Regions from separate parts of the Mus musculus genome. Here regions 1, 2, 3, 4, 5 and 6 are each linked to region 7. Evidence: chromatin contacts called from public Hi-C and HiChIP or PLAC-seq data. All regions are on one chromosome and are shown on one strand. Each heading gives the region's core, a stretch centred on a gene start, on an enhancer-like site or on the middle of the called end of the contact. The rest is flanking DNA. Distances are from core to core; before and after follow the strand shown. Region 1 has its middle 48 kb from the start of Gm35815. Region 2 has its middle 21 kb from the start of Gm35582. Region 3 has its middle 4.3 kb from the start of Gm35582. Region 4 has its middle 82 kb from the start of Gm35888. Region 5 has its middle 18 kb from the start of Gm35815. Region 6 has its middle 40 kb from the start of Gm40031. Region 7 holds the start of Cdh4 (cadherin 4).

Region 1 (3,268 bases), core at 276-2,775, 710 kb after region 7:
ACTTTCCAGAGGGAGTATATGGCTGTTAGGACTGGTAATTGGAAATAAAGCTAGACTGCATTTCCACCTCACGTTGTCCTCTCTTTTCCTGGTCTACCCAGATATGAGGGATCCCAGCCACATCTTCATGACCTTCTCAACATATACCATGACCTTCTCCACACACTCCATGACCTTCTCCACACACTCTATGACCTTCTCCACACACTCCATGACATTCTCCACACGACACCATGGCCTTTCCACACACTCCATGACCTCCATAATCAACCACTATAAATTCCTCCACTTTTTGGCTTCCATTTCGGACCTCAAATCATGAGCTAGGTGTCAGGCAGATCTGTGATGCCAAACTTCCAGATGGGTACAGGACATTTGCTTTCTACTCTTTAAAAATTCAGATTATCTGTGTGTTCCTGGGTGCCATGAAAGAGGGAACGGCAGTAGGTGGGGAACTCTCTGGGCATTTTATAGTCACTGTTCCAAAGATGCAGAGCCTGCCATGAGATGAATGGCCCAGCAGAGCCTCCCTTACCATCATCTCCCAGAGAGGAGCAACCACTAAGAACAGGCCTTAGACTCAAGGAAGCTAGGGAGGGGTTGGAGACTGAGGAGACTTTCTCAGAAGGAAGGGACACAAGACTGAGTACTAATTGGCTCAGTGGAATGGTAGAGAGCTACCAACCACAGAAGCCTGTAAGGTGGGGACATGAGCAGACACTTTGTGAGATTCCTGTGAAAGAAGGCAGAATCCCTACACAGGTCAGATGAGAGAGCAACAGAGACTCTGTGGAAGGGAATCCCCATGGAGATGGAGGTCCCAGCCCACCACAGCAGTGGTGTGGGTTGGCTACAGGCATCTTACTCAGCCTTCAGGGTTCTCACATACCACTAGGGAGACAGTTGGAGTCCATGCATGAGGGTAGAGCAGGCTTTAACCCTGTGTGTTGAGCACATGTCTCAATGATAAGGAGACTCGAATGTGACAGTAGGCATCCCTCATGGGTGAAACACAAACCCTGTATCTCCGTGTGACAGCTTAGACAATCCCCCATCTGACAAACGGGGACCTTGACAATTGGGGCACTAATAAATGTGCCCAGGTAGCACAGAGAACCGCCACGGACACCGTGCTCCCAAGTTTAGATTCTAAACAGCTCACTGCAGAATTCCCCTTCCCTGTGTTTTCCTTAATAAAGCCTGCAGGCTCAGCCCAGGGTACAGGGTGGGGACTGGGTCTCAGCCTCTGAGTAACTCGTTCCCATCGGGTGTGTCATTAATCTTGTCTGGTGGGCAGGCTTGTCTCCATTTTCAGATGTTGAATAAATAAATACACACAGAAGCCTGATAAAGACATCATCTGCGAGCTTCGGAGTGGCTCTGAAATGATTCTCGAGCCGGAGATGGTAGGAGACACCAAAAAAGTCAGCAGAAAGCTCCAGGCTTGAGCCTTTGATCTCTGCTGGGCTCAGATCATGCTCCCCCCAACCCCCACGCCTAGGTTTAACCAGCACCGGAAGGATTAACACAGAGCTCAGAGCTCCCGCCCGCACCATTCCCCGTGAATGCATTTGAGGCTGCCTGCACCACACGGGGCAGTGAACTACACCGAGGCTCATTACTTTTCCCCCTCACTATAGAGGGAATATTTAACTATCTTTTTTTTTCAGCATGGGGTACTTCGTCTCTTGAATAATAATTTGCCAGGAAAATAAGGGCAGAGGGGGGAAAGAATCTGTTGAGTTTTCATGTTTTACTTTTAATAGATTTTCTTAAAGCAGCAACAAATCCAAAAACTTGACCTCCAACAGTCTAGCCTTTTGGGTCAGAAGGCCTCAGTTTGAGCCATTGGACGGACACAACCCCAGTTTAACATCCTTAAGTAAGAATTGCTTCCTTGGGATTTGCAGCCCCGTGTTCCTGTTGCTAGGATGCACTGCACAGGTCTCTGCGTCCATATGGGGCAGGCGCATAGGGAATAGGGCTCAGGGCCCGTGAGATTAATAAACCACACTGCCCTCCTCCAGCACAGCACAGCAGGGTGGGAGGAGACATCCTGAGGGCTACAGGAGATGGTGGGAGGAGGAGGTCTCAGCAAGCTTCACTGCTATGCAACTCACCCCTTTGCAAACCTGAGCCTCTGTTGCTTTGCCTCTGTAAACAAACGCACAGCAAGGACTCTGGAGCACCAGCCACCCATCCAGATCCAGGGGCTGCTGAAGGCCTATGCCAAGCTTCCCAGCTTCAAGGGCAGCCAGACCCCCGGGGTTGTTTGAGCTCTGTCCCAAGGATTATTTACTTGTTCCATAGACACTGGCACCCTTAACCTGGGCTTCCATTGAGCTGTCTCACCATTTGCCCCTAAGGACATGAGCTCTCTCTGTCTCCAGCCATCATCCCTCACCCCGCCTCCTGTGCCACACCTGCCCTCGTACCTAGTAGCAACCTTGTTGCAGGATAGTTGATCACATTGTGAACACAGACATTGTATTGTTTACTGGGAAAACATGTTTCTAGTTGGAGTGTGGCTCACCCTTAGCTGAGGCAGGGGGTACATTAGTTTGAGGCTTGTCTGAGATACAGAGTTCAAGACTAGCCTGGACAATATAGTAGACATTAACTCAAAAAATAAAATAGCCAAAGGGACATAGGGATGACCATAAATCATATCCAAAATCCTGAGTTCCATCTTCAGTACTTAAATAAATAAGTAGATAAATAAATAAATAAATAAATAAATAAACTAACAAACAAACTCAGTAGGGAAACCTTGGTGTAGTGATTTGAATATACTTGGCCCAGGGAGTGGCACTATTAGGAGGTGTGGCCTTGTTGGAGGAAGTGTGTCACTGTGGGAGTGGGCAATGACCCACTCAGCCTAACCATATGGGAGCCAGTCTTCTCCTAGCAGCCTTCAAATGAAGATGTAGACCTCTCAGTTCCTTCTGCATCATGCCAGGCTGGATGCTGCTATGTTCCTGCCTTGATGATAATGGACTGAACCTCTGAACCTGTAAGCCAGCCCCCAATTAAATGTTGTCCTTGTAAGAGTTGCCTTGGCCATGGTGTCTGTTCACAGCACACACTTGGTTACACAATCCATGCTTAGTTTTCTACTGAAGTCAGGAGAAAAAGCAAGAACTCTCCCTGTCCAATAGCACTGCATGCCTTGGCTCACTGTCCATTGCTTCCCCTCTGATCTCACTGCTTGTCTACAATGGCCTCTATCCTTCCTGTTCAGCTTGGCTGTATTCTCTTCATCTCATGA
Region 2 (3,067 bases), core at 439-2,938, 920 kb after region 7:
TGAGATGCGAAAACCACCTCATCCCTCCCCCCACTAAAGAACATTCTGGTCTTTTCTGGATTGCTAACCAATAAAATGAGCTTTATGGTGAAAGTTCTAGCCCAGACGTCCTTTAGCAGGCAGAGGAGAGGGTCAGTGGGGGTGGACCTGGGTTGTCTCTTGTGATAAAGAACTATAAATTCTCCCCAGATAGAGAGTGTAGCAAGAGACCAAAGAAATCTCACCCAAGTCTGACTTGGTGAGCCACTAAGCTAATTTTTTTTATAACATTAAAAAAAAAACTTTATTGATTCTTTAGACAACATCAATAAACTATTCAATTTTAATCTATAGTTCATGGACTAATTCACTATATGGAAATTACTAAATTCATTGTGATGTCAAGTTATATGATAAAATTGAAATGATTGATGACCATAAATATATTGTGGAACACAGTTCCATATACAAACAGTCCTTACTGATCTCTTTGGCGTTTTTAATTTGTTTTTTATTTTTTTTCTTTATTCATTTTACATCATGCTCACTGTCCCCACTTCTGGTCACCTCATCCACAATCTTTCCCCCTCCCTTTCTCCTGTGAGTGGGTGGGAGCCCCTGGGTATCCCCCCACCCTGGCACATCAAGTCTCTGTGTGGCTAGGCTCATCCTCTCCCATTGAGGCTAGCCAAAGCAGCCCAGCTAGAAGAACATATCCCACATACAGGAAACAGCTTTAGGGATAGCGCCTGCTCCAGTTGTTTGGGATCCACATGAAGACCAAGCTGCACATGTGCCACGTATGTATAGGGAGCCTAGGTTCCGCCCATGTATGTTCTTTTGTTGGTGGTTCAGACTCTGAGAGCCTCAAGGGTCCAGGTTAGTTGACTCTGTGGGTCTTTCTGTGGAGTCGCTATCCTCTTTCGGGCTCTTAGTCCTCCCCCCCAACCCTCCCAAGCTCCACCCCCTGTTTGGCTGTGGGTGTCTGCATCTGTCTGAGTCAGCTGCTGGGTGTAGCCTCTCAGAGGACAGCCATGCTAGACTCCGTCTACAAGCACAACAGAGAACCATTAATAGTGCCAGGTCTCAATCTGAGCCAGTTATTGGTTGGCAGTTCCCTCAGCCTCTGCTCTATCCCCTGTCCCTGCATTTCTCGTAGACAGGATAAATTTTGGGTCAACAATTTTGGGGGTAGGTTGCTGTACCTATTGCTCAACTGTGGCTTGTGCATGGCTACAGGAGTTGGCCTCTTCAGGTTCCATATCCCCAATGCTGTGAGTCACCCCTATTGATTCTTGGGCACCTCCCTTATCCAGGTCTCTGTCATATTCTGGATATGCCCTCCACCTCCCCGCCCCCATCAGCTACAGATTGCCACTCATTCTTTTGGCCATCTGGCCATCTCTCCTGTCCCTCTTCCACACATGATCCTGACCCCACCCATTCCCCTTTTCTATCCCCTCTCTGACCCAGCTCCCTCCCTCCATCTGCCTCTTATGATTATTGTATTCCCCCTTCTAAGTGAGATCCAAGTTTCCTCTTGAGAGCTTTTCTGTTTCCCAAGGCTCCTGCATCTTCCCTCTCCCCTCTTCACAAGGAGGAAGTGTTCTCTTCTGAAACTCCGAGTCTGGAGGCCAGACACAGCAGGGACCAAACATTTGGTCCTAACTAGCTATTAGCATTTCATTTTCCAACATGGCTGAAATGCCTCGCACTCCCTTTGCAGCAGGTGGGCAGGGCTTCCAGGGCTTCCACTGCCTGAGAGCCAGGCTTGCCAGAATCCTATTTTCTGGAGTCTTCAAGGCACAGATCACTCCTGTACCACTGATAGAAGCAACTCCACTAAGGCAAGAAAGACAAAAGACTCTTGACTGTTCTTAGGATGTCAAGGCAAACCAGATGCCAGCGCCTGACAGGTCCCAGGAAAAGATAATTAGAGAAGAGGTTTATGCAAATGTCTGAGTACATTGCTGGCAGCTAGAAGCCAATTCACACGGAGATGGATGATGAGGAGTCCAAACTCACATGCTTAAGAGCTCCAGTCTGGGATCTAAAAACACCTTCACAGCATTCATGGGAGGAGAAAAGGAGAGACATGCCATTAAGTCTTTTTTATAGGCAATAAAGACATTTAATAAAAATTTAATATCCACTTCTGATGCTTGCAAATGGGTGGTTACCTCCTTACAGGATTTTAAAAAAAATACACATTTCCATCCAAAAATTACCTTCATAATTAATTGTAAAAATACTAGAGGCGTCCCATTAGAAACAGTTTAAGGGAGCTCCTTGCCACCACTGTAAAATAAAGCACGGAGGGAAGCAATTAGACAAGAGTATAAAAGCTGCTGAGAATATGGGAAGAGATGGAACAATCATAATTTATAGATAATAAGGTTGTATTCCCAGAGAAAACCAGAATAACAAAAAAATATTAAAACAATAAATACACAGAAGTATAATCAGTTTTAAGTAATACGCGACAATCAGTGGCTTTCTCATACATAAAATATAAGAAGTTGGGAAATACATAGTTTTGGAAATCATTCCCGATAGATCAAGTCCCAAAACACCTGGAAATAAGTTGAACAATAAAACTCAGGACGTGTATGAAGCCAAATCCACAGGCTGGGCAGATGGCTCAGTGGGTAGAGTGTTTGTTGGGCAAGCGTGAAGATCTGAGTTCGAATCCCAGGACACACACACAAACACACACACACACACACAAATAAACCAATGCAATTTAAATAACTTTTAATTTAGGCGAGGAATAAACTGCTGATCAGGGCCAAGAAAATTCTTTGATCGGTGGTTGTGAGGAACTTGTCTTGCCCAACATTAAAAATGCATTAGTTGGTGACAGTTCAGTAAAGCAGTATGGTTTGATAAAATAATCAAAACATAGCTCAGAGGAAAAGAAATCATGCTGGCTCGGACTAGTCCCCAGACAGAGATTTTAGTGTACCATACAGTGGGCATTCCTAGTTAGTATGCTCTTGCTATGAGCTGTCTAAAAATATAAAGTTGGATGCAAATCCATTTCTCACCACATAGTGAATATCTAAAGATTTACACAAAGAGAAAAAGC
Region 3 (3,260 bases), core at 517-3,016, 940 kb after region 7:
AATTTCAGGTTACATCCCCTCATTGTGGGGAAGCCAAGGCAGAAGCACCGGTCACCTCAGATCCACAGGCACGATCAGAGGGAAATGCTTGCTAAATGCTCTAGCATTCTTGACTCTTAGCCCCGGAGCCCCTGCCTGGAAAATGGTGCAGCCCACACTGGGTAGGTCTTCCCACATTAATTAATGTAACCAAGACGATCCCCCACAGACATGCTCACAGACCAGCCTGACCAAGACAATTCCTCTTTGGGACTCTTTTCCCTGATGATTCTAGGATGTATCAAGTTGACAAAGCTAATCTTCACAAAGCTCCAGACAGAATTTCTCTAAGCACCTGGGCAGGGCCAGGCTCGGTTCCTGGCTTGCTTCTGCCATCTGCTGGTCACTGGTTGAATTGCACTGGAGAAGCTTACCACCACTCCTCTGCCTTTTCTTTCTAGGAAAGACTCACTATCCTCTCTGTCTACAACAGGGTCCATCTGGCTGACCTGTCAATCAACATGAAGTGGAATAGACTCTAAACTCTACTCATGTGCAGTAGAGATATTTATAACTTGGCTCAAAGTCTTAAGATTTTCCCATATTTTGTATCTATTAACTGAAATTACACTCAATATTAAACCCATGAGTCTGGATGATTTAGACACAGAAAGTTTGAGTACAATTTCCAAAAAAATCACACAGCTACAGAGTGATGCAGCTCACCTTTGAGCCTCTGCAACGGGAAATTTCGGGGCGTACTTTACCCATAACCTCACAACTGGCACAGGGCCCTAGTCATCTCAGCCTGAGACTCCACCAGACAGATAGAAGACACTTCAGCAAATCATCTTTGAGCACTAGCAACCATTCTGCCATTCAGAGCTTCCATCTTTCACACCCAGGAGGTTGTGGCTTGGTTCTTCTGGGGCCTCCCCAAGCCATCAGAGGATAGTGGAGGAAGCATATAGGCCGGGGTGGAGATCTGATGCCTCGGGACCCTCTGACTGAGCTGTCTCTAAGCCTCAATTCCCCTTCTCATATGTGTACCAGGGGAAAGCTCCCAACACTGTTTGATACAAACTCTCATCACCATCTTACTCAAGGCTCTGAAGAAGCCCTGCAAGAGACAAATCCACTTCCCTTCCTCAGCCCAACCGACCCCAGGACTGTAGAGCCACCATGGGCCTCACAGTTCCATCTTCAAATTGCAGGGCTGTCACCATCCAGGCTTTCCTGCAAATGTAACAACTGACCCACCAAGAACAGGGTCTATCCCGAACCTAAGGAGCTCCAGATCCCACACATCTGTGGCTCTGGCTTTGAGGCCTTCCAACACCTGTCTCCCGGGCCTGGGATCCAGCGCTTCCCATCTGGATTCCAGAGTCAGCCTCATGGACCATAAGCAATTAGTCTGAGGCAGAGAAGACAGTTTTTAATAATTCTGTCATTATCCTCCATTTTCAGCACCAGCAGACACGAAAACTCCATTTCCCGTTTCTTTTTTTTTTTAAAGGTATCAAATGGCTTCTGCATCACATTGCAATGTCGACATCAGTCCGGTTGTTTGTAGAGCAGACTCGTGCTTTCACGGCCTGAAGAAACTTGACCCCACGGTGTCAGTGTGGGGTCACTGCAGAGCCTAGTTTGACTCGGTGGCGCTGGGTGCTGAGGTCCACTTCCATTACACAAGACATAGGGTGCAGCAATGCTGTGTAGCTGACAGTCGGATGTGAACGAAGCCCACAGCTTCCTGCTGGGTCAGCGTGACGGTGAGGAAACCACCCACCATCCTCCCCAGACACAGAGTGATCTGGAGGAAGTGAGCCATGGAGGGGTGGCTGGTGGAGGACCTCACGACAGAGCCAGATCAGCAGGCAGGAGGAGAGTATAAGGTTCAAGACAGGAAAGCCATTGATAAGCCAGGACGTAGCAGAGTCCACATATGGGAGATGGAGACACTGGGCTCTAACCACATTAATTTCAACAGCCAAGGTAAACAGCTGGATGGGGCTTAGAATGATCGGTCCACTGCAAGCACACACTCCCATGAGACCCCTGTGTGGCCGAGGCACACCCTTTAAGTACCATTCTCACCCTATAAATGAGAAGTCCTGGACACAGAGAAGTTGAGTAACCTGTTCAAAGTCACACAGCAAGGAAAAAGCTCTGGGGATTGAGTCCAGAGCAGGGCAAACAGGTCCCTGCTCTTGGGTGTCTGTGGACACAGACTTTAAAGGTAAGTCTGGGTTATACCTCTTGACCAGGGCTGTCACCAGAAGCAGCAGCCTTGAAGATGAGGAGTGTGATCTTGTCTTGTTGGTCACAGAGCCCGTCAACAAGAGGACAGACTCTGCAGGGTCAAACGGGTGCATACAGCTTTCACATATATTACCATGATGCCGGGGTTCCATTGGGTCCCTGCCCAGGGCTGTCAGCCACCTCAGCAGCTACTGTAGCAGGATGAATGACCCCACATGCAGGCAGAGCACTGACCCCACATTCTACACCTGGTTCAGTATGTGGCATAGAACTGAGGGTCTCTTACACACAAGACAAGCACCAATTCCCAGCACCTACACGGTGGCTCACCACCACTTGTAACTCCAGTCACAGGGATCTGACAGCCTCTTTAGGCCTCTACAGGAACCAGACATAGAGATAGCCATGGTGGTTCACAGACATACATACAGGCAAAACACATGAAAATTATCTTTTTTTAAAACAGTGAGATAGTTTCTCACTAAGTGACTCAGCTTGGCCTTGAACTTGTAATCCTCCTTCCTCAACCTTCCAAGTAGCTTGCACCACCATAATATAGTTTTGTTGTTGTTGTTGTTGTTGTTATTGTTGTTGTTGTTTTGTTTTGTTTAATGGAAACTTGTCCACAATGGTTCATTAGCAAAATACTTCTGAAGAGAGGAGCGGACACCAAGCAGACTTTCTACTGTTGATCCCAGAGAGAAGCCAGAGAAGCCACAGGGGACAGACTCCTAAGTCTTCCACAGCCTGCAGACTAGTGTGTGATGGGTGTGGGATGCTGTGGTACATGCACAATGATTCTGGCATGCCTGAGCAAGTCTGAGTCTCGTATAACTTTCTAGAAGGTTCTGATGATGGCATACGTTCTTGGAGGACACACAGAGTGGAAAATTATAGAAGATCATGAAGGAGAATTAGAGCACTGAGCAACAGCACCAGAGAATCTGAGCACTGGGCAACAGCACCAGAGAATCTGAGCACTGAGCAGCAGCACCTTACACGTTTCATGGAACTTCTTC
Region 4 (3,349 bases), core at 273-2,772, 670 kb after region 7:
TTAGTATTTGGGTCCATGATGATGATAATGAGATGATGATGATGATAGATACCCCTGGTGTTTGGCCAGAGCAGGAGTAAAGAAAGTCCAACTTTATCCTTAACAGATAAAAGTCAACTTATCAGGGGAGAGGCACTCCAGAAGGCCAGCCAAGTCATGGGACAGTACAACTCAAGAAGGATTCAAGCCCAGGCCACCTTTGATCCTTTGACGGCCTCTACATGCTTTGTGTTTATGGAACAACTCAGAATGAATACAGATTCTGTTGGCAACTGAAGGCCAGTATGCGGCACCCCCAGAATAAATGGTTCCTCAGGATACTTACAGATCCACTCTAACCTTTTGATAAACACAAAACCAAAGCAGCCTCCAAAGTCGGATGTGTGAGTGGCCAGTCAGTGAGGTGAACAGACCTCAAACTCACACCTGGGTCTCTCTGACCCTAGTCCTCAGCTCCCATGATTCATGATGCATTGCTTCACCACAGGTTCGGCAAGAAAATCAAGTCTTAAGTTCTTCTCAGTTCTCTCTCTCTCTCTCTCCCTCTTCTTCTCCCTCTCCCTCTCCCCCTCCCTCCTCCCTTCCTCCCTCCCTGTCACACCTTTGTCTTCCAGCCACCCCCTCTCCTCTCCACTGCCTAATTCTAGATCAAGCCTCTAACTCACCTCTGCACAGAGAGACCAGAGAAAATGCTGGGACTATTTGCCTCTTCTGCCCCATGCATGTCCTTACCATGCCCCATGCCCCAGCATCCACCAGTCCCCTTTGTAATACATACCAGACATACTGGGCAGAATCCTGTGCCCAGTGAAGATGGTTAGCCCTTCTTCCTGGAGCCTGTTAGGTCACTCAGCACACACACACACACACACACACACACACAAAAAAAAAAAAGCATTGAAGGTGAGAAGGATTGAAAACCTCCAGTTAGCTCATCTAAGAAGACAGGATCTCTGGGATTATCCAAGTGGGTCCAAGGTACACTGGATCCCAAAGAGCAGAATCAGAGGACTCCACTCAGCACAGCTGGCAGTGGGAGGACTCCCCTCAACACAGCTGGCTTGAAAGGAGGACTCCACTCAGCACAGCTGGCTTTGAAGGAGGAAGACAGGACCTTAAACCAAGCAAGAGATGGCCCCTGGGAGCTGACAGGGCAGAGACAAACCATCCTCTGGACCTTCTAGAAGGAACCATCCCTGCTGACACATTGACTTCATTCCATTTGGCCCAGGTCAGGCTTCTGAACTCCACAGCTGTGAAGGGATACATTCATTGTTTTGAGCCTCTAACTCCGTATAATTTTTCAGAGATGTGATGAGAAACAGCAGATAAACTCACTTCCTCCATTAAACAGTGCCCCATGATGTTCACGGAAACCCCTGATGCTCAGCAGGGCTGGGTGACTTACCTGCCAGATCTACCGCCTCCAGCCCAGCCTGAAGCATCTTCCTCTTCCTGCCCTCGTCACAGGCTGCCTGTGCTTCCGGCCCCTTGCTGCCCCTCAGGCTGAAGCACCTGGCACCTCTCATTCCAGGCTTCTATGAAAATATCTTCTCAGATCTGTGTCCAGACACCACAATCCCCAAAGCAGACTTCTGGGCACATGCCAGACCTGGAAGCCAAGCTCTGCCAACATGCCGGTGATGCTGATGCCCATTTGTGTTGAGCCATGATACTTATTTTCTTATACCTCTGACCCCAGGTCCCATTGCCTCACCAGGGCTTCTTGTAACTGGGTATCTCTCTGTGTCCAAGGGCATCCTAATGACACATGAGCATATGGTCTCATGAGGTATGTCTGCCGAGTCTTGGCTTCGTCTCTGCTGCCCAGAACATGGCCACATTCAGAGAGTTCAGTAAATATTTGTGGAATGAATTACTTCATTTTTTTAAACAATCTGCAGAGAAGGTGGCATGCAGTGAATAAAAAGATCAGAACAGCATGTGCCCACCTTGAGAGCTTACACCACGGGATGAATGGCCCTGCTCAGTCTAGTGGGGTCCATGCTGTGACAGAATGTTGTAGAGGCTTCAATGACTATTCCCTAAATCTGGTGCCACATGGCTCATCTACCCCCAAGAGGGCTGCATGACATCTCCTTAGCTAGCTGTGAGTCACGTGACCTCTCTCCTGATCTGAAGGGAAGCGAGTGAGACCTCTCAAGTCTTGTTCAGGAAGAGAACTGTGCTTGGTGCTAGAACAGAATCTCGCCCCTACAGGGGCCAGGAAGACAAATGATCTGGGTGCCCTTGAGAAGACAGGATTGACAGGAAACCAAGTTTAGATTGTTTCATGTCTGTTTCTGCATCCTAGACAGAAACAGAAAAAAGAAAAGGCAGCCAGCTGTGAACATATGTGAAGAATGGTTGGGAGACAGGAAGGTAGCCAGGGATGGGTGAAGACCTAGCCACTAGGTGGCAAGTTCACATTCTAGCTGAGGTCAGAGGTACTCTTCAGAGGCCTCCTCACAGTCTCTCAAGGGGCTTTGTGACTTGATAGTTCACAGAGGATGCTGCAGGTCCCAGGTGTAGACACAGATACCAGCTCCAGCCCTATGTAAGCACAACTTATCGGTTGTTTTCAACATCCTTGTCAGAGCCACCGTCTCAAAAAGATTTATTTATTTTTATCGTATGAGTATGGGTGTTTTGCCTGATGTGTATATGTGTGCATGTATGTGTGCATGTATGTATGTATGTATGTATGTATACTATTTACATGCAGTGGCTGTGGAAGTCAGAAGAGGGTGTCAGATCCCCAGGGACTGGAGTCAACAGATGGTTGTAACCCACCATGTGGATGTTGAGAAGCAAACCCAGGTCCCCTAGAAGAGAGTTGCAACTGCTCTTACCTACTGATCTGTGTCTGAGATGTCCTTCAGGATACACGTGTCTTTGTGTGCAGTTTGGACCTCATCAGATATGTTTCTTGATTTGGTCTGTAGGAATAATAAACTAGGTCCCAAAGTGAGGGCTTTCTCTCCTCTCTCCCCTTCATCCTCTCTGTCTTATCTCGGGATGAAGCTTTCCTCAGGGCACGGTGAGTCAACCGTCCCCCATAACTTGCCGAAGTACAGGTTGCCCATCTCACCCAGCAGCAGAAGCAGCAGCTATTCAGAGGAGTCCGACACCCTCTGAAGTTCCCTCACCTGTGCGGTATAAATGCCAGGTGTGTAGGTTTAATTGGAAACTGTGTTGTGGGGGCACCGCCTGCTCCAAGAACACAGGCTGGATTGTCTGAGGTCTTTTCTTAGACCAGGGAGTGACTAGCAGTGGGTTATGAAAAATCATTTATGTCATCCAAGAGGCTTGGAGAGTCATGTGGAGAGATGAGGTATCTATCTTCAGT
Region 5 (2,919 bases), core at 74-2,573, 740 kb after region 7:
GGTACTGTGGAGACATTGAGACTCCTGTAGAATTCTTTCTAAGTTTCTATGCTCCCCAGAAATTCCAATATGTCTGTTGTAAATGAAAGGATGGGATGACATAGACAGTTTGCATTCTTGAAAAACATAAGGGAGAGGGGGATATAGTGATATAGCTCAATGGATGTCTTGGTTATTTTTCTAATGCCACAAAGAAACATGACAAAGACAACTTACAAAAGAAAAAAAATGTTGGAGTGCATATTTCTATAGGGTTATAATCCATAGTCATCATGGCAGGGAGCATAGCAGGCAGGCAGGCAAGCATGGCGCTGGCACAGCAGGCAGGCAGGCAGGCAGGCAGGCAGGCAGGCATGGTGCTGGTGCAGTAACTGTGAGACTACATCCAGATCCATAAGCACAATGCAGAAAGTGAGAGAGCTAACTAGGAAAGGCACAGGATTTTGAAATCTGAAAGTCCACCCTTAGTGACACACTTTCTTCAAGGCCACACCTCCAATCCTTCACAAACTGGACAGGACATTCAAGTGTATGAGCCGAAGGGAGCTGTTCTCATTGAAACCACCACAGTAGGTAACGTGGCTGCTGTAACAAGCTTGATAAACTGAGTTGGGATTCTGAAGCCAAACATAAAACCAAGTGAGATGGTACAGTTCCGGCGCTGGGTCAGGGAACAGAGATAGGTCATCATTAGCTGCTCTAACCAATCAGTGAGCTCCAAGTTTCACTGTCATCAGGTCTAACCAATCGGTGAGCTCCAGGTTCAACAAGGGACCCAGTCTAAAGAGTATGGTGGAGATCTATAGAGGGAGATGATTCAAGTCAATGCCTGGCTCCACGGACACAGACACACATTAAAAAAGACAAGAGGGCAGGAGGGACAGAGATAGGGGCTAGCTGGAATTTAGTCTCTCACCACTCTCAGGATAACCCTGGCTCTCTCCCGGCTCTGCTTTGCTTTGATTAACTTTCCCAAGATACCTATGTGAAAGCAGCCCATTCTGGGCCTGCACATGGCCCTCGTTTTCCGAAAGAGACCGTGGCATTGGCTCCACTATCTATGTCTGTTCCCTAACTGTGGCTCCTTGAAGGGAGCCTTCAGGCACGTCCACCAAGCAGCACCCTGAGATTTGCTTCAGTTTCCATTTTGTCACTGAAATTTCTGCCTTGAAGTAGAACTGAGCTGTTTACTTCAGAGAAGCAACTCGGTACCGAGTTAATTACGGAAGAGAAGAAAACAGAGGACGCCTGGCCACTCTCCAGGCTATTTATTCCAAGACACATCCAGGCGCCTGGAACCAAGCAAGGGAGGCTGGGACACAGGCTCCTTCCAACAAGAGAAGGAGGAGCGAGGAGGGCCAGGAGGACTGCCAGCTCTCTCCACTCTTGTTAGACAGACTCGAGGAGAGGGTGGAGGGAAGGCAGGGAAGGCGGGCTGCCCTGTCCTGCTCTCATCATTACGATTCTGTACAGTTTCCCGTTCGTTTGTTCCTTCCCGCTTCACACTCCGGGAACTGCAGGGACAGAGGAAGCTGGCTGCTGGTTCTCAGTATAATTGGACTTGGTTTCGGGTATGTACAATCCTTTCCCCAGCTGCAGGAGATTTATCTCAAGGCAACTACACTCTGGCGACACAATCAGAAGCTTTGTAAATATATTTTTTACTAGGTGGACCAGTGTATTTTTGAAGGGCTTAATAACCCCAAATCTGGACAATCGAAGGACACACACAGTGGCCTGCGTGTGCTTCCTCCCATTTCTTCTGGATAGCATGGCTATTTTAAGAAGCCCAGAGCTATTCACATCACAAAAGTTGCCATCCTCAGTTGAGTTCCTCACCAATTTGCAAGCAATCATTTCAGTAGATGGACTTAATTGTTCATATTTGCCATAAATATGGGATGGCAAAGATATCAGTGAACAAAAGCTATCTGTGCTTATGTAGAGTGCCTGCCCCACTGCCATACATCATTGTGAGGAGACTGCAGGCCCAGGGCATGTGAAGGATCATCCTATAGATCTGGCCTGGGAGGAGCTTAAACAAGCTACCGATCCCCCATGCTAGCCCAGGACCTGCTCACAACACACATTAGGTCAATGCATATCAATTGATTGGAATCATCACTCAGCAACCATGAGTCCCAACCTTTAGTGCTAGTACAGAGGAGATATGAGAAAGCCTTCAAAGGCAGACTGAGTCTGCTTTGAAAAGGCATGAAGAAACCTGGATCTTGCCTCCTGGCCATGACTCAGCATTGAATGAGTCTTCTTATTCATCTAGATCTGAAGGTATGTGTCTTAGTCAGGGTTTCTATTCCTGCACAAACATCACGACCAAGAAGCAAGTTGGGGAGGAAAGGGTTTATTCAGCTTACACTTCCACACTGCTGTTCATCACCAAAGGAAGTCAGGACTGGAACTCAAACAGGTCAGGAAGCAGGAGCTGATGCAGAGGCCATGGAGGGATGTTCTTTACTGGCTTGCTTCCCCTGGCTTGCTTAGCCTGCTCTCTTATAGAACCAAGACCACCAGTCCAGAGATGGTCCCACCTACAAGGGGCCTTTCCCCCTTGATCACTAATTGAGAAAATGCCTTACAGTTGTATCTCATGGAGGCATTTCCTCAACTGAAGCTCCTTTCTCTGTGATAACTCCAGCTGTGTCAAGTTGGCACAAAACTAGCCAGTACACCATGGAAGGATGTTACTTACTGTCTTGCTTCCCCAGCTTGCTAAGCTTGCTCTCTTATAGAACCCAGGACTACCAGCCCAGGGATGGCACCACCCACAAAGGGCCCTGCCAACCTTGATTACTAATTGAGAAAATGCCTTACAGCTGGATCTCATGAAGGCATTTCCTCAAGGGAGCTCCTTTCTCTGTGATAACTCCAGCTTGTGTCAAGTTGGCACACAAAACCAGC
Region 6 (3,032 bases), core at 453-2,952, 850 kb after region 7:
CTGAAATGGGAACAAAACAGTATGTCTGGTGCTGAATATTTTAAGCCTGCAAAGGAGGTTGCAAATTGTTTCATTAATATTCAGACCACTTGGGCATTTGTGACAGCCAGAGAAGCAAATACAAATGCTGTGTCCAGGGACTACCCATTAGCGGTAAGGTGTCCGTATGGCTGTTTGCCCACATGAGGCTGTACTGGCTCTGGCTGGGTCAGGTCCTTCCCCCCACACCCCCAGCCCCCGACCCTCTCTGACCCAAGCAAAAGGGATTCCCTGCTGAAAGGTGTCTGCTCATCATAGTCTGCTTCTATTTAAACAGGACGCTGAGAAATTCATCCATCAAACTGACAACATCCGGAAACACCCTAAGTGTGCATCTGAAGGCAGAGAACCTGGCCAAGACTTTCACGCTGACATCAAAATTGCTGGAGCTACAGAGAAGGAAGCGGCAGTCCCAATGAACTCCAACCGATTTCCAAAATACTTTCCTACAACATAATTACCCAAAACAAACAAACAAACAAACAAATCCTACAGTCACAAGTCATACAAGGTGAGGAGAGTTTACAAAGGACCCATTTGGGGCTCCAGCACCCATGTCTGCTGGGAGGGTACTGTGACCCCACCAGGGTGGGGTGCACCCTGGCTGACAGTAGGACCCTTGCTTAGCTGATCATCCCCTGCACGTTGTCTGTGCAGCACACCCACCTGGGCCCCTGTGGCTGCACTTGGTCCTTAGCATTAATAGACGGGGTCTGTTGGAGAAAACTTTACAATGTTCTCAGTCATCTTCCTATTAGCAGGTGGTTGGTGTTTGGGTCCTTCGACTTTAGAGTAATCACGAATAGCTACTAAATATCGATGTTATCTGGTGAATGGAATGATGGAACAAGTAACACAAACAGGGGGCACACACAGTGTCACACACTCCACAAGCAGAAACACACACCTCATGCATTCACTAGGTGTATGTACATGGAGAGACCACTTCAGAACTATATAGACAATGGCCAGCCACGCACACCGTTGGGAAGAATACATTGTCTAACTGTGTACTGTTTGGCTTTTGTGCGTGTGCTATTCTAAATTTTCCAAGTATAGAGATTAAGTTTTTAATATAAAAATTTGCTCATGCAAGAAGGGTAAGTAGCATGAGTCGGAAGTCATTTGGTTCTGGCTGGGCCTGCGGTCATTATTACAACATTAAATTTTATTCCCCTTCATCTGTGTGGTCCAGCTTGCCCAGTGCTTTGCCAAAGTGCATCTCAGTTACTTCTGACAAGGAAAGAGTGGGAAGCAGCCTTCCACAGCCATTCCGGAGTACAGATATGTGCCATGGCCGCCTGCGACTTCCTGGCTAACCTGGGAAATGGACCCTAGTCAATAATTCAATAACTTCTTTTTGCTAATGACATTCATGGGGAACAGAGGGTTTGCCCAGCCCCTTAGGCCTGGGCTGTTTCTAGTCCCAGTGACCACTACAGAGCCTGGCAAAGCTGGTGCTCAAATGATGAGAGAAAGGAGAAGATAGAGACAGAAGGATTTGGATTTGAGGGTTAATCCTGCAACGACCACCTCCAGAGATCTCTGCAACATAGTGATCCCACCCCCCAACACCCATGCTCAGGGTCTGGGAGGGGCCAGACAGGAAGTAGCTCTGATGCTACCAATCACAGTGCAGCTTCTCTGCTCCCTCCCACTTTAGCCTCCAGGAGCTATAGACAACACCAGAAAGCATGACCAGCCTCCAAATTGAGGTTTGAATTTCTGAGCACTTCCATATGTCACTCTTCTCCCTTTATTCTTTTTCTCCGACTCGTGTTGGGCATTCTTACTGTCCATCCAGAGACTGGGCTGGGCAGATGGTACCTGGATCTGGACCATGGATTGCACACTAACTTTCGGTTGAAATAGGTACAAAAACAAGTTTAAAACACAGCTACTGACGAGAAATGTCCCCCGTTTAAAGTTAAAATACTCTCAGGTACAAAATGAAGAACCCAACCCGGTTTAATCAGGACAAAGATTTATGAATGTCAGACGCAGAGCCACAAAGGCTTAAGGTTCAGATGCGGATCTTAGGCATCTGGGTAACAGCAGGGCTCTTCCTGTTTATCCACCCACACCCTGTTATCGATTCTCCTCTAGCTCGCCAGTCTTTTCAAGGTTATTTGGCCTTCTGCAATTCCTAAATCTAGACACTCCCCTAACTCCCAGAAGTAGTGTCTTCTGACCCTTCCCCCTGCCAGGCCTCCCTGGTCAGACAAGGTTCTCCTTGCTTCCTCCCTTTGGCTCTCATTCAATAGCAGCCAGCCTGTTGCTTAACATTCACGTGCAAGTGCTCCCTCAGCATCCGTTCTCTGGCTACACTGAAGCCTGTGTTGTTCTGCCGCTGGGCTCTTTCTATACAGACCTGCAGCTGGCCTCAGATTGAATTCGAAATCAAGAGCAACAAGATCCACTCCCTAAAGAGGTGTGCACTCTCAAAAGCCCATATGGAAATCAGCTAGTATCCAAGGGCCCCTACATTGTATGCTCACGATGGGAAAGAACACAGTTCTCCATGCCCACAGGTGTCCCCAGCGTCCACCATTCCCGGAAGCAGCACAAGCCGTTAAGTGTTCGGGCTGCAGGTGAGTTTCTGCACACCATGCGAGCAGCTGGCGTGATCATCACAATGACAGTAACAACAGAGATAATGGACATCTGTTATCGCAAGGGTGTAGAAAGCTGTGAGGCTGTGACTATGGATATGGAACGTGGCCAGGACTGTTACATGCTCAAGGCAGAGGTGGAAACAAAGAAACCCAAGTGATCTGACCCCTCTATTTGATGAATTCCCCCAAAGCCCAGACTTATTTCTATTAAATTGTAAATTTAAATTATGTGTGTGCCTGTATACACAAATGTGGAGGCCAGAAGTCAGCACAGAGTCTCCTTTAGTGTCTCTACTAATTTGTCATTTGTTTATTTTTGTGTGTGGATAGATGTGGGTGGGTGAGCAAGCATGTGTGTGTGTGTGTGTGTGTGTGTGT
Region 7 (3,014 bases), core at 95-2,594:
CCCCACTAATCCACTCCGCTAAGGAGAAGAAGGCGCACCAGGCTCCGGATCCCTGGTGAGCAAGCTCCGGGAGCCGGGGGCGCAGCCAGCACCCTGCAGTCTCAGCTTCGCGGGCCGCCAGAGCGGAACGCGCCTCCCTGCCGGCCGAGTCCTCCAGCTGCGCGCAACAGCTCCGCCCGGGTTCCGCTGGGAGGCCACCCGCAGCCTGCAGCCTGTAGCTCGGGCTCGAGTACCCGGCCCCGGAGGCTAGGAAAGGGAGGGCTGGGTCGGGGATCTTCCCCCGGCCAAGCTCAGAATGACATCTGGTTCTTGGGGATCGCAGCTCTGAAATGCTCTTGCAGCCCGCGGGAGACAAAAGTCGGCCGGGAAAGTTTCTGTCCCCCCGGGGCGTGTTCCCCGCGCAAGGCGATGGTCCGGTGGCCTCGGAGCAGCCGGTCGCCAACCCTGGTTCATCGCAGAGAATACCTCGGCGTGGCAGCGAGCAGGCCACCGGACCGATCGGCCACGAGAGGGGGTTCAGGCCACTCGGTCTCCGCCCAGGGTCGCTGCGGGAGCTGCCGCTGAGCCGTTCCGAAGACCCGCAGCGAGCTGGAGTTAACCGAGGGAGCCGGCTGGAGACCGCGCAGAGACTGTGCGGAAACAGCGAGTGTGTCCAGCTCCAGTCCCCGGGCTCAGTGCCTCGCGCTCCCGCTGCGCCCTCCTCCCGATCCCTCTCTAAGTCGGGAGGACCTGCTAGACCCCGCGGCTACAACCCGCGCCCCTTAGTCGCCTCCGCCTCCCACTGCAGCCGAGCTCCGCGGCACCCACGGGACCCGGGAGAGCGCCCCGCGCAGCCGACCCGACCCGGCGCGCGGCTGGAACTCGGGATGCGCGACTGCCGGGCGGCGGAGGCGAGTACTACACTACGGAGGGCGGCCCCGGAGCGCAGATCGGGCAACGAGATGGCACCTAGGGTCCCGCCCGCTCAGCTCCGCGGCTCCTCGCTCCGATAGCGAGCGGCTTCGCGCAGCGCGGGCGGCGGTTTGAGAAGACCGGGAGACACCAGCTAGCCCCACGGGTTCCCAGATCGCCTGCGATCGGAGAGGCGGCAACTTACCCGGAGCGCGCCCGAGAGCCCGAGCAGCAGCAGCGGCAGCACAGAGCCTGTGGTCATCGTCCCCGCCGCGCCGCCCCGGCGCTCGCCCGGTGCCCGGCTTCCCTCGCCGCGGCGATGCTCCGCCCGCGCCCGCCCTGCTTTTCCCCGCACTTGCCGCCCGGGCTCCGGGAGCCAGGCCAAGTGGGCCGGCGGCGCGCTCCCTCCGGCCGGTGCGTCCGCCGGCCTCGCAGCCGCCCGCGCCTCTGTTCCGCGCGCTCGGAACTGCAGGTGAAGCTGAGCGGCGGCCTCGCCGAGGCCCCGCCCCTCCGGCCGGGCCTGACGCGGGCCTTAAAGGAGCCGCTCCCGCGCCCACTCGCTCAGCCGCTTGGCCTGGTTGCTCGCTGGCAGGGCGGCCTCAGTCCCGTGGGACAACTAGAGGCCTGTATGAGCAGACGAAGCCAGGGAGACTGGGTTTCTAGGAGCAAAGACGGTGTGAACCAAAGAAGACTGTGTAGTCTCTGCCCAGCAAGTTAGATGTCCTTTGTAGATTGTGGGACCCCTGCTTGTGATCACACCGTGATGTTAGGTCAACTTCTTTTCAGAGCCCACAGTGAAGAGTGGACACTTCCTTCATCCCTGTGTCATCTAAGTCTCCGGACACAGGCCTTTGTGATGGCCTCCAGCCCTCTGAACAGCTCAGGGATCGGAAGAGAGGGAGAGGGGAGGGGTCACTCTCCAGCTGGGCTGGCTCGGCTGACCCCTTATAGTGTGGGCCTGGCTCTGGCTATCCTCCAAGGTTTGGGAGGATTCCTACCCATTCCTCTGTGTGTGCCAAAATGTAGTTAGGTCTTCTGTATAGGCAAGGAAGAAATCAGAGGCCGCGGAAGGAAGGAAGGGACTCCAGCGGGCAGAGCTGTCAGGCACGTCAGCTCCCTGGGCAGGCCAGCTCCATTTGCTTCGCATGGGCAATTTCCAACCCTGACTGCAGGCATTTCTTTAAGCATCGTATCGCTCTCGCGGAAAAATAAGGGCAGCTTGGACTGTGAGTGAAGGCTTCCCCATCCCTCCCTTGGCTAAGCAATGTACAGAAAAGTGGAGTGTCTGCTCAGATGTTTTTCAAATGTTCTTTGTCTCTCTTCTGAGAAAATCTGTGTCCAGAATACAATAGTTCTGGTTTGAGAAGAGTGAATTAAGTTGCCCCAAGGTCATAGTTAACTTGGACAGAGAGACCTTTTCTTCCTTGCCCCCCCTCCCCCCACTATGGTGGATGACACCCTAGGTCTCCTGACTAGTACTCGAGCCATGGGAAATCAGGGTAACCCAGGGTGCATAGTGGGCTCTGTCCAGAGGTATGAGACTGGGTTTAGCTTGGACCACCAAGTATCTGAACACCAAGCCTGTGCCAACCTGGCCCTATGCCACAGACTGTCCCAGTATTGGCCTGCTAAGGAATGAGAGAGGCTACTAACTTAGCATGGCTGGCTGGGCAGTCTTCAGACTCTTCTATGTCCTTCCCTGGGGAGACAAAGAAACATTCACTCTTGATAGAGAGGTACCCAGACCAAAGCAAGACTTGAGTACAGCTTGGCGAGTCGGTGAGCTTACTGGGGAGGTGAGAAGGAATATGGAGACCTGGAGGAGACAGCTACCCTGTAGATTCAGACACACTGTACAGTCAGGGGGAGATGGCAGCAAATCCTTTTGGAGAGTTCTGTTCTGCTTCTAGGGCACATGTCCCTTAAGGAGATGCCTCCCTCCTGAACATACTTCATCCTGCCCACATCAGCTCCTTCGCTCTTCTTGTATTGAGATGCCTCCGTGGGGGCCACTCTGTGTTCTTAGCCCAGACCTAAGGCAACAGTAAGTCACCTGAAAGAGCCCCTCCTCTCTCCAGCTTAGGTTCTGAGAAGACAGCCATGTCAACTTGAGGGACAAGCCA

What was found. Hi-C and Micro-C count contacts between places; a contact is called where the count stands out from the background. HiChIP or PLAC-seq counts read pairs in DNA pulled down with a chosen protein or histone mark.
Region 1: an H3K4me3 HiChIP or PLAC-seq map of forebrain shows a contact between it and region 7, with 13 times the contacts expected there. The contact joins the enhancer-like site here to the promoter of Cdh4 in region 7. A contact is called at or near these places in 7 of 115 datasets of contacts at active chromatin or transcription factors (SST interneurons, VIP interneurons, embryonic forebrain and 4 more) and 2 of 9 other capture datasets (adipose tissue and pancreatic islet).
Region 2: an H3K4me3 HiChIP or PLAC-seq map of embryonic basal ganglia shows a contact between it and region 7, with 7 times the contacts expected there. The contact joins the enhancer-like site here to the promoter of Cdh4 in region 7. A contact is called at or near these places in 1 of 39 promoter capture datasets (hippocampal neurons), 1 of 484 Hi-C or Micro-C datasets (cortical neurons) and 10 of 115 datasets of contacts at active chromatin or transcription factors (craniofacial prominence, embryonic basal ganglia, embryonic forebrain and 7 more).
Region 3: a Hi-C map of cerebral cortex shows a contact between it and region 7, with 2.1 times the contacts expected there. The contact joins the enhancer-like site here to the promoter of Cdh4 in region 7. A contact is called at or near these places in 2 of 39 promoter capture datasets (embryonic stem cells and hippocampal neurons), 8 of 484 Hi-C or Micro-C datasets (cerebellar granule neurons, cerebellum, cerebral cortex and 2 more), 10 of 115 datasets of contacts at active chromatin or transcription factors (craniofacial prominence, embryonic basal ganglia, embryonic forebrain and 7 more) and 1 of 9 other capture datasets (pancreatic islet).
Region 4: a contact with region 7 is called in a Hi-C map of cerebellar granule neurons, with 2.6 times the contacts expected there. The contact joins the enhancer-like site here to the promoter of Cdh4 in region 7. A contact is called at or near these places in 1 of 39 promoter capture datasets (hippocampal neurons), 5 of 484 Hi-C or Micro-C datasets (cerebellar granule neurons, cerebellum, cerebral cortex and 1 more) and 7 of 115 datasets of contacts at active chromatin or transcription factors (SST interneurons, embryonic forebrain, embryonic hindbrain and 4 more).
Region 5: a contact with region 7 is called in an H3K4me3 HiChIP or PLAC-seq map of forebrain, with 5 times the contacts expected there. The contact joins the enhancer-like site here to the promoter of Cdh4 in region 7. A contact is called at or near these places in 1 of 39 promoter capture datasets (the 3T3-L1 cell line), 6 of 115 datasets of contacts at active chromatin or transcription factors (VIP interneurons, embryonic forebrain, embryonic hindbrain and 2 more) and 1 of 9 other capture datasets (liver).
Region 6: an H3K4me3 HiChIP or PLAC-seq map of embryonic forebrain shows a contact between it and region 7, with 5 times the contacts expected there. The contact joins the enhancer-like site here to the promoter of Cdh4 in region 7. A contact is called at or near these places in 1 of 39 promoter capture datasets (hippocampal neurons), 6 of 115 datasets of contacts at active chromatin or transcription factors (embryonic forebrain, embryonic hindbrain, embryonic stem cells and 2 more) and 2 of 9 other capture datasets (adipose tissue and liver).

What each region holds. Positions count from the first base shown.
Region 1 is chr2:178,726,893-178,730,160 of GRCm38.p6, reverse strand. No RefSeq gene overlaps it. Among named protein-coding and RNA genes, the nearest start is that of Gm35815, 48 kb to the right of the region's middle. Within about 2 kb of position 1,525, at least 32 of the 459 cell types and tissues checked have an H3K27ac peak or open chromatin away from gene starts, as enhancers often do.
Region 2 is chr2:178,521,257-178,524,323 of GRCm38.p6, reverse strand. No RefSeq gene overlaps it. Among named protein-coding and RNA genes, the nearest start is that of Gm35582, 21 kb to the right of the region's middle. Within about 2 kb of position 1,688, at least 5 of the 459 cell types and tissues checked have an H3K27ac peak or open chromatin away from gene starts, as enhancers often do. A contact at or near this core is called in embryonic basal ganglia, where this site is marked.
Region 3 is chr2:178,504,702-178,507,961 of GRCm38.p6, reverse strand. No RefSeq gene overlaps it. Among named protein-coding and RNA genes, the nearest start is that of Gm35582, 4.3 kb to the right of the region's middle. Within about 2 kb of position 1,766, at least 108 of the 459 cell types and tissues checked have an H3K27ac peak or open chromatin away from gene starts, as enhancers often do. A contact at or near this core is called in cerebral cortex, where this site is marked.
Region 4 is chr2:178,767,449-178,770,797 of GRCm38.p6, reverse strand. No RefSeq gene overlaps it. Among named protein-coding and RNA genes, the nearest start is that of Gm35888, 82 kb to the left of the region's middle. Within about 2 kb of position 1,522, at least 1 of the 459 cell types and tissues checked has an H3K27ac peak or open chromatin away from gene starts, as enhancers often do. A contact at or near this core is called in cerebellar granule neurons, where this site is marked.
Region 5 is chr2:178,697,270-178,700,188 of GRCm38.p6, reverse strand. No RefSeq gene overlaps it. Among named protein-coding and RNA genes, the nearest start is that of Gm35815, 18 kb to the right of the region's middle. Within about 2 kb of position 1,323, at least 48 of the 459 cell types and tissues checked have an H3K27ac peak or open chromatin away from gene starts, as enhancers often do. A contact at or near this core is called in forebrain, where this site is marked.
Region 6 is chr2:178,593,626-178,596,657 of GRCm38.p6, reverse strand. No RefSeq gene overlaps it. Among named protein-coding and RNA genes, the nearest start is that of Gm40031, 40 kb to the left of the region's middle. Within about 2 kb of position 1,702, at least 28 of the 459 cell types and tissues checked have an H3K27ac peak or open chromatin away from gene starts, as enhancers often do. A contact at or near this core is called in embryonic forebrain and embryonic stem cells, where this site is marked.
Region 7 is chr2:179,440,761-179,443,774 of GRCm38.p6, reverse strand. It overlaps Cdh4 (cadherin 4), which reads right to left and starts at 1,344. Exons shown (of 16, transcript NM_009867.3): 1 at 1,097-1,344. The coding sequence starts at 1,153.